2 separate regions of the Mus musculus genome follow, and region 1 is linked to region 2. Evidence: chromatin contacts called from public Hi-C data. All regions are on one chromosome and are shown on one strand. Each heading gives the region's core, a stretch centred on a gene start, on an enhancer-like site or on the middle of the called end of the contact. The rest is flanking DNA. Distances are from core to core; before and after follow the strand shown. Region 1 holds the start of Gm34346 (a long non-coding RNA gene). Region 2 has its middle 89 kb from the start of Gm34297.

What was found. Hi-C and Micro-C count contacts between places; a contact is called where the count stands out from the background.
Region 1: a Hi-C map of the G1E-ER4 cell line shows a contact between it and region 2, with 2.0 times the contacts expected there. The contact joins two enhancer-like sites. A contact is called at or near these places in 1 of 484 Hi-C or Micro-C datasets (the G1E-ER4 cell line) and 1 of 115 datasets of contacts at active chromatin or transcription factors (microglia).

The regions. Positions count from the first base shown.
Region 1 is chr10:98,877,159-98,884,250 of GRCm38.p6, reverse strand. Gm34346 (a long non-coding RNA gene) reads left to right here and starts at 1,514. Exons shown (of 9, transcript XR_871991.2): 1 at 1,514-1,792; 2 at 2,173-2,431. Within about 2 kb of position 4,325, at least 49 of the 459 cell types and tissues checked have an H3K27ac peak or open chromatin away from gene starts, as enhancers often do. A contact at or near this core is called in the G1E-ER4 cell line, where this site is marked.
Region 2 is chr10:98,623,017-98,629,539 of GRCm38.p6, reverse strand. No RefSeq gene overlaps it. Among named protein-coding and RNA genes, the nearest start is that of Gm34297, 89 kb to the right of the region's middle. Within about 2 kb of position 5,244, at least 26 of the 459 cell types and tissues checked have an H3K27ac peak or open chromatin away from gene starts, as enhancers often do. A contact at or near this core is called in the G1E-ER4 cell line, where this site is marked.

The sequences.
Region 1 (7,092 bases), core at 3,076-5,575, 260 kb before region 2:
CTCTCTTAATACATCTTTTAGACTATAAGAACTTTTGAATTCTTCAGACTCCAAGGCTCTGGAGGGAATACAACATAGGATTCACTAATTGAGTAAAACCGCACATACGAATGTGTGTGTACGTGTGAGTGTGTGCACGTGCACACATGTGTGTGTTCATGTGTGCATGCATGGTTGTGGATGCAGGAATGTTTGTGTGCAGGTGGGTGCACGTGTGTGTTTATGCACAAGGAGGAAAAATTAACCAAGGTGTCATTCTTCAGACACCATCTATCTAGTTTTTGGAGACAGGGTATGTCTGTCTTGGCATCACGGACCTGGAACGTGCCAGATAGCCTGGTCAGCAAGCCCAGGGATCCTCCTGTCTCTGTATCCTCGGTGCTCAGATTACAAATGTGCACCACTGTGCCTAGCTCTTTGACATGGGTTCTGGGACGGCTGAACGAAGATCCTTATGGTTGAGAAGCAAATATTTTACTGCCTGATCCATCTCGCAGACCCCCATACTTGCTTGAGACAAGGTCTCATGGACCCTATCCTAGCCTCAATTCACATTTACCTGAGACTGACATTAACTTCCTAATCTTCCTCGCTCTACCTTCTCATTCTTGGGATTACAAATGTGTGCTACTGTTCCTGGTTGAACATCATTCACAAATATTCCATAATGTGTGCTAAGGATGTCTCCTGGCTTCACACTGTTCATGTGTCTGGCGTCCCTTCTCCAACAGGCCACTGGGCCTGGAAGAAAGATGCGCTAGGAATTCTCTTGTGAGCTGCCTGTGTATTTGCCTTGTGGCAAGTTAAAGGAGCATATGAGAGCAGACAGGTTTTTAGATTTGGATTTATTGTTATTATTATTTTTATCACCATGCAATCTCCTACTTCTCTGACCTCTAAAATGCTACAGCTTTTCATCTAGGTGTCATAACAGAGGGCTTTAAAAATAGAGGAACAAGGGTCTGGGATATGAAGGGGGCCATTTCTTTTTTTGTTGAATAGCCATCAGAAGTTAGTTCCAACTTTTCAGATCTAAGGTTATGGAGATGTTTAGCTCACAGTTTGAGAAAAATTCAACTGGAGTGGAATTTTGGGATACAGAAATGTAAGAGTTAGGGCATATATAGGCCTTCTATGACCTACTTCGTAGCTGACAAATCCAGAGAAGAAATAATTCAACTGAGTTGGTCTAATTGTACTTCTCTTTCCTTGGAATTATCCTGTAGCACCAGTTGGGGGTGGGGGGAGGTGGAGGAGAAGAGTTTCAAGGGTCTAATTATAAACTGTCCAGTGCAAACCCCTAAACCCTTCTACTTGCTGGCTGAGGCCATTTCCATGATGCTGTAGCAGCTGTTGCTTGTCTCTGCCGGGTCCCTACCCAGTTGGCTCTGGGGCACCCTCCATGGCAGCTGCCACCCCTCTACTCTTACAGAAGAGAGGAAGGGTTTTTTTTTTTTTTTTTCCTTACTGCTGCTCGAAACTTTGTTTCCGGATCCCAGCATTAGCCTGCCTCTTGGTTTACAGACACGTCTGCCAGAGATTCTGGAACCTTTCCTACCAGCTGCACGCAAGTAAATTTGACTGACACAATCATATGTCTTCCTAAAAAGTTGGCTTCCTCACTGCTAATAATAGGCTTCCCAGGATGGACTCTAGACACCATGACCTTCTACTTTAGGTGAGGTGGGAGAGTGTCAATTGTGGTCGCCCAAGCTTTCCATCTCAAGCTTTCGCTCAAGAAAAGCAGCAAACTCACCAGCAGCTTGGTCTCGTTCTATACTAAATTTTCAAAGTGAGTATTTTGAGTCGTCTCTTCCTTATTTCCAGGGTCTTCTCCATCACTGAGCCTCAACACACTCACACTCACACACACACACACACACACACACACACTCACACATATTTGCATGTATATAATATTAATATATTAAGGCTATTAACATGTACTACTAAGCTTTGATCTTCTTTTAATAACACTAAAGCAATAGTTGTATGCATTTCTATCTATTCTCTCTCTATTCAGAGAATCTCATCCTTAGCACATGTTGGCTGACTTGGAACAACAGAGTGAGTGCCAAAACGTGTGGGTTAAGGGGAAGCCCAATACTTATAATTCTGCTATTGTCATGTATTCATTTTCTGGAATCTTAGCAAAGGTGTGCTATGTTTCAGATGACCTGTCTGTGACAATGGAGACCACAGAGGCTCAAGAGGTGCAGCCAATACTTCAAATAACACAAATGTTACAGGTGCTTCACACAGGGTGCTTCTGATGGCAACAAGGGGGCATGATTCAGATAAAGCTGGAGGAATTTGACCTAGGATCTTGTGCTCGAGGTCTACATTTGGAAACATTCCCCATAGAGATGGCATCCGAAGTTCTGAGTGAAGTATTTGATTTATTTGGTCAACAACAACAAGAAAAAACATGGTAAGCATCCATGTGGTAGAAACTGTTCTAGGTTCTTGTGCAATGTGAGGACATGAGAATGAGGAAATCGTTAATGTCGATGGTTTCAGTTCTGCAAGAAGGAAAAATGTTCTGGAGAGGGGTGGTCTGATGGTTACACAGCATGAATGTTTGATGCATACCGCCGAATTCCACACAGTTCAGATACTGAACACATGTTGGCCGACTTGGCCCAATGTTCCAGATGGTTCAGATACTGTAACCATGATTCAGATACTGTATTTCATCATTGCACTGCTAAGACAAGAACTTGCTATGTACCTCAGGCTGTCTTCAAGCTCACAATCTTTCCTTAGCCTCTTCAGTGTTGGGATTAAAGTTATGTGCAACCGTATGGGGTTACTGTACATCTTTTATATGCTCCTGCATACACTTTGGAAACTAATACGATTAACTTTCAGAGAAGCCAGCTACGTCAGAGAAACCAGCTATGGTGGTACAGGGTGGTAATCAATAATTGTAGCAGTGCTGAGGATCAGGAATTCAAGATCATCCTGTTACACAGTGAGATAGAGTCTTGCATGGGCAAGTGCTACCCTGTCTCAAAACAAAATAACAAAAACAAAGAAACCATCTTTGAAGCATGTGAACTATAATATGGCCCACAAATACCATCTGATGACAGACAACATATACCTTGCTTATGTTTTGGAAGGCAATACGTATTATAGATGAAACTAGAAAGGAATAAGAAGGATTAGGAATAGTGAGTTGGTTACTATTTTTAAAAGGCTTGCCAGAACAGGCATAAGGATTGTCAGAGATAAAGAGATGATGGGTGTCACCATCTGAGGGAAGCAGTTTAAAGCAGTGGGAATCCCTAGCGTTAAAGCCCTAAAGTGAGACCATGTCTGCATGCTCACGGGACTATAAGGAAGTGAGTGTGGCTGAGGCAGCATGCAAAGCAGAGACAGGAATTGAGGTCACAGGGGGAAGGGGGAAGTCTAGGTTTCTATTTATCATGTATACAGATATATGTTCTTAAGATCATTTGTAGGACTTTGACTTTTACTCTGAAGAAAATGGGAATCATATCAAGGTATGAAATAGAGAAATGGACAATGTGGCATTTCTTAAAAGGATAATTATATGTAGAGGGCATCTAATTAAGTAGGAAGAAAAGAGGAGGCAGGAAAGCCTTCTGGAAGGATGTTGTATTGATCTTCGGTAAGAGGTGGAGATGGCTTGCATTTTGAGTAGTGATAGTAGACATGGCAAGAAATAATTAGAACTTCTCTCTATCTATTTTTAAAAAGCCAGCAGCATTTCTTTCTAAATGACCAGAGGTAGCTAATAGAAAAGGAGAATCCAGGGTGCAGGCAAAGTCTTGTGTTGGGTGTCAGGGCTTTCGTCATGCCATCAGGTTGAGAGGCACCTAGTGAACTGCTTCGGGGGTGTGGAGATTGAGAGTTCAGGGTGGAACGTTCTGTGTTCCCTTTGTTATCACCATTTGTTTCTGTAAGTTGCACAAGTGAGGGCCATGGAAAGCATGAGTCAGTGAGAGAGTATCCTCCTGTAGTACTGGGTCAGAGTAGGCGTGTCTTTGAGATGGAGAAGGGAAAGAAGATAGGAGAGTATCAATGGCTCTGTTGCTGACTCATGCTTTGTGTGACAGTCATTTGTTCAAGTTAAGAAAACGGAGCCAGAACTATTAAGCTCTTCTTGTACGCCAGATACGTGGTGTACTAACTCATGCCTACCTTCGTAGTTAAAGGAGATGTTGAATTGCAATTAGAGACTAGAGAGTTTCCTAGCCTCTGCCCTACAGCTGAGACCACAGGAGGATTTTTGTAGTTCACAAACACTCTCTAGCCATGATATCATTATTCATCTTCAGAACATTTCTTGTCGAGCAGGCTGGTGAGGTTACCCTTTTTGTGCTCTGAGGCCTAGAGGTCTTGCTCAGTGCAGAGGCAACAGTTAAAGTGTCCAAGATCTCTGACTTACAGGGCAAGAGCTTCCCAACAGCTCTTTGTCACCCAACTTTTTATTTTCAACATTTTAAAACTTTAAAAATGTATAATAGTATACCAAAACACATAAATTTCTTTTATGTATTCCACCCATTGTTATTTTGCCATATTTGATTTATATCTTACGCGCGCACACACACACACACACACACACACACACACACACACACACTTTTTTTTAATGGCCTGTTTGAAAGTAACTTACAGGCATTCTGTCATGCCCAAGCATACTTAACCTACATCTTTTAAGAATTAGACTACTATCCTACAAAACAAATCTCATATACAAGATAACTAATAATAATTTAAAAACCTGTTATCTCATATGCTATCTATATTTAAAATGTGGGACTGGCACCTAATATCATTTTTAGCTATTTTATACTTTGAAGGTACTGATCTAGAATACTGTGTGATATTTGAGTACAGTATCTTCCATCTCTTTGAATAGAGCTATTTTCCATTTTGAAAAAGGATACTGTTTTTGAAAAGTCCGGGTCACTTGTCATAGAGAGAGTCCTAAATTCTGTTTGTTTGATTGCTTCTTCAGAATTAGATTTAGGTTAAAGTCTTTTCAGTGTTTTGGGCAGTAATAGCACACAGGTGAATGTCAGGTTATGGTCCTGTGTTGAGGGACTGAACATTTAACTTCATCAAGGCGAGAAGTTCAAGATTCTTCATTGTGGGACCACACTTTCTCATCTTAGGTTAATGTGTTTTGTGGAGTGTTTCTGAGCCTAAAACATCAGCATCCAGGGAGGATCTTTACCTGGATTTGTTACTTCAGCGGTGGGTGCCAAATCCCCATTATCTCTCCTTGTTTCTGTTGTGCCAGGATCTTACACCCCTGGGACTCTGCAGTTGTAAAAGATGCAGGAAGCCAACTATGGAGTTAGATGCAGGTGAAGGAATGGCTCAGGTGATGCCAGGGTCCACCAGTGCTAGGCAGGGCATGTAATGGTGAAGCAAATCTGCTACTCTGGTGACAGTGAGTTTCAATTCTGTCACTTTGGGTGGAGACAGTTTCCATAGCTTAGCTTTTCTTTCTTTCTGTTTTTAAAAGTGTTTTTAGGGGAAGAACAAAAGGATTAAACCAACACAACCTCTTTAGCACCGTTTTCTCTCCTTTTTGCTCCCTTTCCCTCCCCTCTCATTCCCTGATCTTTCATCAAAGGCACTAAATGTATGTTTAAAAATTTTCTCCAAGTTTTTTACTCTTTCATCTATCTCTTCTAATCGACCAGTTCTTAACATTGTTTTCTTCTGGCACAATTGTCCTGCTGGCTTTTCTTGGTAGAACAAGGACTTGAGGAAGTTGGAAGCAGTTTTTCACTTTGATTTTCTTTTTTTTTTTTTTTCTTTTTAGGAAGTAACTTTTAGTTATGACATATATGGTCCCAGCTCAGCTCTTCACATCAGAAAATACATAGTTTTGGAAAAAAATAATATATTTTAAGAGTTATCACAGTATTTTTCTCCAGTAATTGTCAGCATCCCAGCTGTACCCTGTTTTTTTTTAAAAAAAAAAAGCATTGTTCTGCCAGCTACATACATTCTTTTACTAAAGCTGAAAAATGGAAAGCTCTCTCTCTCTCTCTCTCTCTCTCTCTCTCTCTCTCTCTCTTTCCTGGTAGTGTCTAACCACATATCTGAACTCTGGTTTCACATAGGCAGTTGTTGATGCTCAGCAGATACATGTTATGTACAAAAGTCATGCTGCCAGGGTATGGAAATTAGGGTGAGGACCTCTGAGAAGGTGTCTACTTAACTCGCCAGTCATCTAGTTTCTATGGTAACGATGACAAACAACTGGGCGTAGTGGAACACCCTGTAAACCAGAACTGGGGAGGCAGAGGCAAGATGATTGCAAATTTGAGGTCAACCCAGGATTACATAAAAAGTTCCAGGCTAGCCTGAGCTACAAGATAAGACCCTATGAAAAACAAAAAACCCAAATAAACAAATAACAACATATGCTCTCTCTCTCTCTCTCACACACACACACACACCAATAAATGTGAAAAAGAAATAAAATTTAAAAAGTGAACCCTGGCAATGATACACACACACACAGAGAGAGAGAGAGAGAGAGAGAGAGAGAGAGAGAGAGAGAGAGAAGAGAGAGAGAGAAACAGACAGGCAGACAAACAGACACAGAGAGAGATAGAGAGAGTCAGTATATGTGTGTATGTATGGACATCAGAAGATCATGGTCAGTTGGTCAGGTTTGGTGGCATCTTTGCCTGTTGAGACATCTCTGGCCACTCACTTTATTATTTAAAGAAATAGTTCCCCCTCCCCACACCCAGTGCAGTGTATTTACAAAATAGTCTTTTTAAAAAAAATCCTACAACCTCCAAATGTACTCTTAACAGTTCTGTCTAAATAATTTATAACCCAAAATTATAATAATGCTATAGAATATGATATAGTTTTTACATTGAAAGGTGTCGTTTTGTGATCTGATAAACTTTCAATTCAACTCTTTGCACAAAGTTTAGAGAATAAAGTGGTGCGGAAGGATAGGAGACGGTCTCCCTCAGTACATTCCACAGCATTGCTTGTCAGAGTGTTTCAAGGGTTAGGAAGGAGATGAGCCCTTTCTCAGAGATGTACTTGACCCTGTGTCTGCCTTGTTTTTCCGGGTAA
Region 2 (6,523 bases), core at 3,995-6,494:
TTGTTAATGTTCATCTGTTGTATTTCTGCCAATTAAGAGCAACAGCTGTCTTTCGAGGATGGTGGTCACCAGGAAGTGACTCAGTTGTGGGATTTAGATGAGATAACAGTTGTACAGCTAAGATAAGACATTGCTGGAATGCAAACGACCACAGCCTGATTTACAGCACACATCTAAAAAGGGGAGAAAACACTCAGGGGAAAAAAAAATCAACTAAAATAACAACTCACCCGATAGAGAAAACAAAACAAAATATCAATCAATCCAGAGATATATAGCCTGAAGTCAGGTTTCCTCGGACTATTTAAAAAACAAAAATTGAACTAAAAATTGATTTAGGGAGATTCCAAATACCTCAGTTGTCTACAATGCCTTATAAATAGGAATTGCATCTAAGATGTAAATATCTATAGAATCAGTATTCTTGTGATATAGTATAATTTGGGAAGTTAAAGTCTGTGGTTACTACATGTGGTTACAAAGAGGGCAGTCTTGCAGAAAACAAAATCAACTGTCACCAATAAATATTTGGAAAGTTGCTTTATCATAGTAAAAATGTCATTTTACCCATATGAAAAAAAAAACCCAACAAACTCTCTGTAAATAATTATCTTTTTAATTACTTTCTTTTTTCACGTGTGCACATTTCAAAAAGAATATAGGCATCAATATAACCAATCATCCCAGTTAAATTCTGCCACCTGATGGTTTCTGTACACATCCCATGATAGTTAAATGTTCACAGTTTTGTTAGTTCCGTCCAGAATTAATCCTTCTCTCATGTCTATATACCTAAATATTACTCATATTTAATAAATATTATTAAATGTAAGTCATCATGTATTTTGGATTCCTCTCAATCAAATTTAATATTTCCCTATCCTTAGTTTTCATCCTAGCCTATCTGTACACTTCTTATGCTACCTATATCTTTTCTATTGCAAGTGCAGTCACTTAGGCATAGCCTTTATCATCTTTACTTATGCATAAATCTACTGGAAACAGGATCTCTGTCTGACTCACTTTGCATTTATGGGTTCTATTTTGCTCTGTTGCAAAGACACTATGCTGTAAAAAAAAGTTAGCTGACAAATTCTATCTCACCTCCTCTGAGGAACCCAACCACTTACTGATTCAGGTTTGGACCAAAGGAGTGGGATTTAAATGAGAAGAGCAAGAGAGGTGGGGAGGGGAGGAAATCTTGCTTAGTCAAAAGGATCTGGTAAATTATTTATCTTGAGCTATCTTAGTTTGTGTCTTTAGCAGGAGGAGAAATCATCTTGCTTGTAATCTCAGAACATGTTGGGATGAGTCAGGCATATCATCAATTTAAGGCCAGCCGGGGCTCCACAGTGAGCTACTGTGAGAGTAAATGTTGTCCTGATAGAATCTGTTTGTAGTTGTTCCCCAAATCTAAAATAGGCATATGCAGATCCAGTATATAATAGAATACACCTCAATGCTGATTAAGAGAAGCCTTTGTGTATTTATAAACTCATTTGATCAGTAAATGACCGAATGCCTGACATTCGCATCTGGCACAGAGTTTATATTCTGATTGGGAACTAAACTATGGATCAATAGAATCATGCAAACAACAGTAAAAAAAAATCACACCTATGTGAGATTTAGAGAGATTAAGTGTGTTGATACGTTTCAAATGTAGCTTAGCCTTTATCAAACTGAAGTATTTGGTAACTATTACCTATTGAATAGTTAGACATGGGTTTCTCAGCAAGCCCATTTGAGAGACGGGGATGAGAGTGAGCATACATAAGCTGCTGATGGTTATTCTAAGGTTAATTAGCCAGAAGAGTTAGAATGAATAGTGACAGATTCACATTATCTTATTCCCCATTAGGGATGGAGACCCAAGACAGAACTTAGAAATGTCATTGGCTAAAACTGAGTAGAGTAACTACTTTCAAATGGGTCAAATAAGCTTTGAGCTCAGGACCTGGACCAAAGATGCTGGGACATTGGGAAAACAGGAGAACATCTCTTTAGAGACAGATTCAAAAGCACTTAGACTTATAGGTGGACAGGTGCAGAGCTTTCCTGGTGGAGGCTCTTGGATAGGATAGTGGTTACAGCGGGTGACTTCTGCTACATGTTTGGAAGTCATGTAAACTCAGTTACATTTCCAGGGACCAGAAGTTGCAAAAACCATCTTTGAAGAGCTGTGGGAGAAGGACCAGAGCTGTGTTCTGAAAATCCTTTACGTTTTGAAATGGGAGGAATGAGGACAAAAAAAAAAAAAAACAAAAAAAAAAAAAAAACAAAAAAAAAAAAAAAAAACCAAAAAAAAAAAACAAAAAAAACAAACAAAACAAAACAAAACAAAAACAAAAACCCAAAAAACAAAACAACAACAACAAACCCAATAAAACCTTCATGAGCAGAGTTAATGCAGCCACAGAAGATGGGAATTCTCACAGGCGTTCATTTCAAGTTCCCAGGGAAGGGTGACGTGCACAGCGTTTAAGGGTTGTTCGCTTGGCTGTGGAGCATCATTGGTATTCACTGTAAGGACAATTTTAAGGAAGTTGTAAGTTGGCACTGAGGATAATCTGCTCCACAGAAATTGGGTAAGTAAAGAAATTTAAAATCAAGATAATGAAATAATTTGTGCTGAAGCAAGGGGACGAGAAGAGTTCTTAGGGACTCACACTAAAATGTTTGTTCGTGATATGTGAGTACCTTGTATAGTAGCTCGATTTTATTGTTTGGCTAGATTAAATAATTTGAATGGTGAACACACGAGACAGTTTGGGTAGAAGTAATCAGAGCTATACTGAAATAAAGGTCGCTTCTATTTGTTATAGACAATGACCTAATTGTATTCCACTTTGTTCATATTGCCTGTGCAGTGCTAGACTTTGGGTTGACTCATTAAACTAGATGGTACACTCACCTTAAGCTGCTGTGAAGTTTAGGGAAAGAGGATAATTAAAATGTACAATGTTACATCCATGTTCTGGATTGCTTATCTGGTTATGGAACGGGTTTAACATATTCAGGTAACTTCTTAACTTTGATGAAATGACATGAAAACCACTAATTCCCAATTTGTCTCAGACTTGGAGTCTATTGAAAGGACATTTAGAAGACAGACCTAAGAATGCGTCCAGAGGAAGAATGCTCACGGGATGAGTGAGGAACAGTTGAGGGCACGAGGACGCTTCTCAAAGGAGAATCCAACATTTGCCTGGAAGTGAAGGCCAACACAAGGTCAGAAGAACACGGATTATATGTGGGTGAAACCCCATGGTTTATTTACATACCTGTTCATGTATATGGTCCATACACCTACTAAATATTATTATTGTGCACACACTCTGTTGCAGGCATTGAACACTATGGATTAGAAATATCTATATTCATTATCTTAGCTTTATAAAATAGAGAATGTAAGTCTGGCTTCATTAAGAATGTAATAAAGTTTTAGACATTAAGTACCGTTGCCCATGGTCACACAGTCAGTGAAGAGGTGCAGCCAGTGTTCAAATCCCGCCTTGCACACTCTTCTTTTAGGTGTGTAAATGGAACACTGACTGGGGCTATCTAGTCATAAGGATAGGATAAAGCTGGTCTGGAAACTCCAGCCGAATTTCATTGAATTCATGAAAAACAATCCAGTTTTTCTTTACCTTTTATGGAACCTGATATAGAAAGTTGAGGTTGGAGGAGAACCCCTGGAACTTCACATGCAGAAACTGATGCTACAGGTCAGACCACAAATACCCTTGCTGCTCATAGTTGACTCATAATCACAGCAGCATGCTAGGTGTCCAAATCTTCAGTGGACCATTCTGATACTATTGTGTACCTTCAAATGTCCAGACTGGAAATCTGCCCACTTCTCGGTGATTCAACTGTATCATTGAAAAGGCTTTTTAGCATCCCTGGCAGAATCTTCTCGTAAACCTTGGGTGCTTTTAACTCCCGTGGATTTTGTCATGCTAACATATTCTCTCAGTAGACTTCTGCCCATTATGTCTTTGACTGGTAGGTACTTCATTTTCTTTTTACAAGTGGGAAGATACAGCTCTATGGTGCATGGTATAAAATGCGGTTGTTAAAACCAAGAATGATGGCCTGTCAAGATGATCTATATTGTCCATCTAATTGGGAATGTTGTCATTAACATAAAACACTCTACTCAATGCAGGCTTTATGTAGCTATTAAATAAAAACAAGTAAACCTGTGCATTATTATTGGTACCCTGCAAAAGTTGACTGATGCTGGATGTTTGAAGCACTGACATTTTAGTCCGGCGGTACCCATCATGATGTTGTTCAGGGATGGTTTGTGTTTATATGGAATAGAATCTGAAAGCTTCTCAAAGAGAACTAAGCACCTCCTGCCAGCCTGGCCTGGCTTGCTGTTATCTAAGAGACTATTGCTCCTTCCACCGTGGCTAAACTTTCGAAAGCTGCAGAGATAAAACACCAGCTGGGGCATTGCTGCCTGAAAACAGGACAGTAATTGTAACAGACTCGGTGCCTTTGTGAGTTTATTTTAAACATCCCTTAAAAAGAAGGGTTTGTAATTTTCCTTCAGATTACAAGCTGACATTTTGAAGAAGAAGAAGAAGGAAAAAAAAAAGTCTAAGGGAATGCAGCACGTCTGTCTGGTGGCAGCTGATAATTACCATAGTGTGAGTGGGGCTCGATATAACCCAGGCATTTTAAGAAACATGGCTGATTACAGTGCTGCAAGAGTAACTCGGTTCGGGAATTTTGCTTTGTTAGGCAAATTGAACTGTCCTGCATCACCAGTTTCATCTCTCTCTCGCTTCGGATGGTTTTCAACTAGGAGCCACCTTTATATCGGCACTGTCAGGGCTGTTTTATGGAGGGTCTCCAGGTGAAACTCAATAGGAAACACTGAAAGTCTTAAAGGGAAAATCACAAAACTGATTCTTATCTGGGAAAAGTCCTGGCAAGGTCCACTTTGCAGTAGTGGTTTTTGCATTATTTAAAATGTTTGCTTTAAACTTTATATACCCCAGTACAGGGGAACGCCAGGGCCAAAAAGTGGGAGTGGGTGGGTAGGGGAGTGTGTGTGTGGGGGAGGGTATGGGGGACTTTTGGGATAGCATTGGGAATGTAAATGAGGAAAATACCTAATAAAAATATTAAAAGGAAAAAAAAGGAAAAAAAAATGTTTGCTTTACAGAGGACTGCCTGGTCTGGCCTCAGTGAGATAAGATGCACCTAACTCTTGAGAGACTTGAGGCCCCAGGGTATCCTCTTAGAGACAGTGGGAGGAGGCATGAAATGGGGAGCAGTCAAGGGTGGAACAGGAGGGGAATGAAGACTGGACTGTAAAAAAAAAAAATTCCCAAAATAAATAAATAAAATAAAATGTTTGCTTTAAAAACATTTAAAAAAAAAAAACAGAGAAAGACGAATAATTTTTAGCCATACTTGACCCTCCCCCCAAATACCACACTACTTGCCTTTGATATGTGTCCCCTAAGGGAATTTACAGTGAAGGGTTTATGGTAAGTATACAGAAGGAGTGAGAGACAGTGGTTCCCATGAAAGGAAGCTAACTATGGTCAAGGAATATTTTCAACTGCAATCATCAAACACACAGAGATCACTTTTAAATGAGTTGCATAGTAGTTGCATCAATAATTGTATGTGTGTGTATGGGGGTGGGAGGGGTTCAGACAGAGAGAGAAAGTCAGAGAGACAAATATATGACCAGGATATTTCTGAGCACTTGAGGTTTGGAAGTCAGTCAAAGGTGCACGTTGGCCAGAATGCAGGTTTTAGTAGTTTTCCTCGATATCTTTCTGAATCTTACCTTATCAAGCTTACCAACTGTTACTTCTTATGAGTTAATACTCAACTCTAAGTTTTTAGTTCAAGAAATACTTCAAACTATCCTTCCAAAAAAATGTCTAAAAATACTTCCAGTCAAGAAACAGAACCAGGCTTTGTGGGGTCCAAAGCCCTCTCCCTCTCTACAATGGAGGCAAAGTTATGGATATAAATTGAGATCAACTGCCCTGGAAAGATCCTGAGGGATCTTGAAGTCGAGTTCCATTTGCTTCTAGTAAATCCATCTTTACTTGAGAAAGAGCCAAGATGGAAAACAACCCACAGTTGAAACTCCATTATTTTTGTGTGTTTACAATACTGTTTAAGACAGAGAGGGTGTGCTATTTCTTTGTGACACTTTCTTCCAATAGTCATTGTTGATGCTACTCTATCTTTCCTTAAATTCTATCCCCCGTCCTATCTAGCTCATGTACAAAGGGGTATACTTTGTGTCCCTGCAGCTACCTTTCCAACGTAGCATCTGCAGCACATAGTTAAGGTTGCCTTGTGTTAACATAGCACTAAGTTAGTATTGACAGCTGAATTGTGGTTCCCAAATCCCATCCCAGTTTATGTGATGAAACCCTCACTCCTTTTCTCTCTCTTTTTTTAAAAATGTAATTTAACTTTTTATATAAATCTGTTAACATTTAATAACATATTTTGAGCAAATAGACATGTCACATTC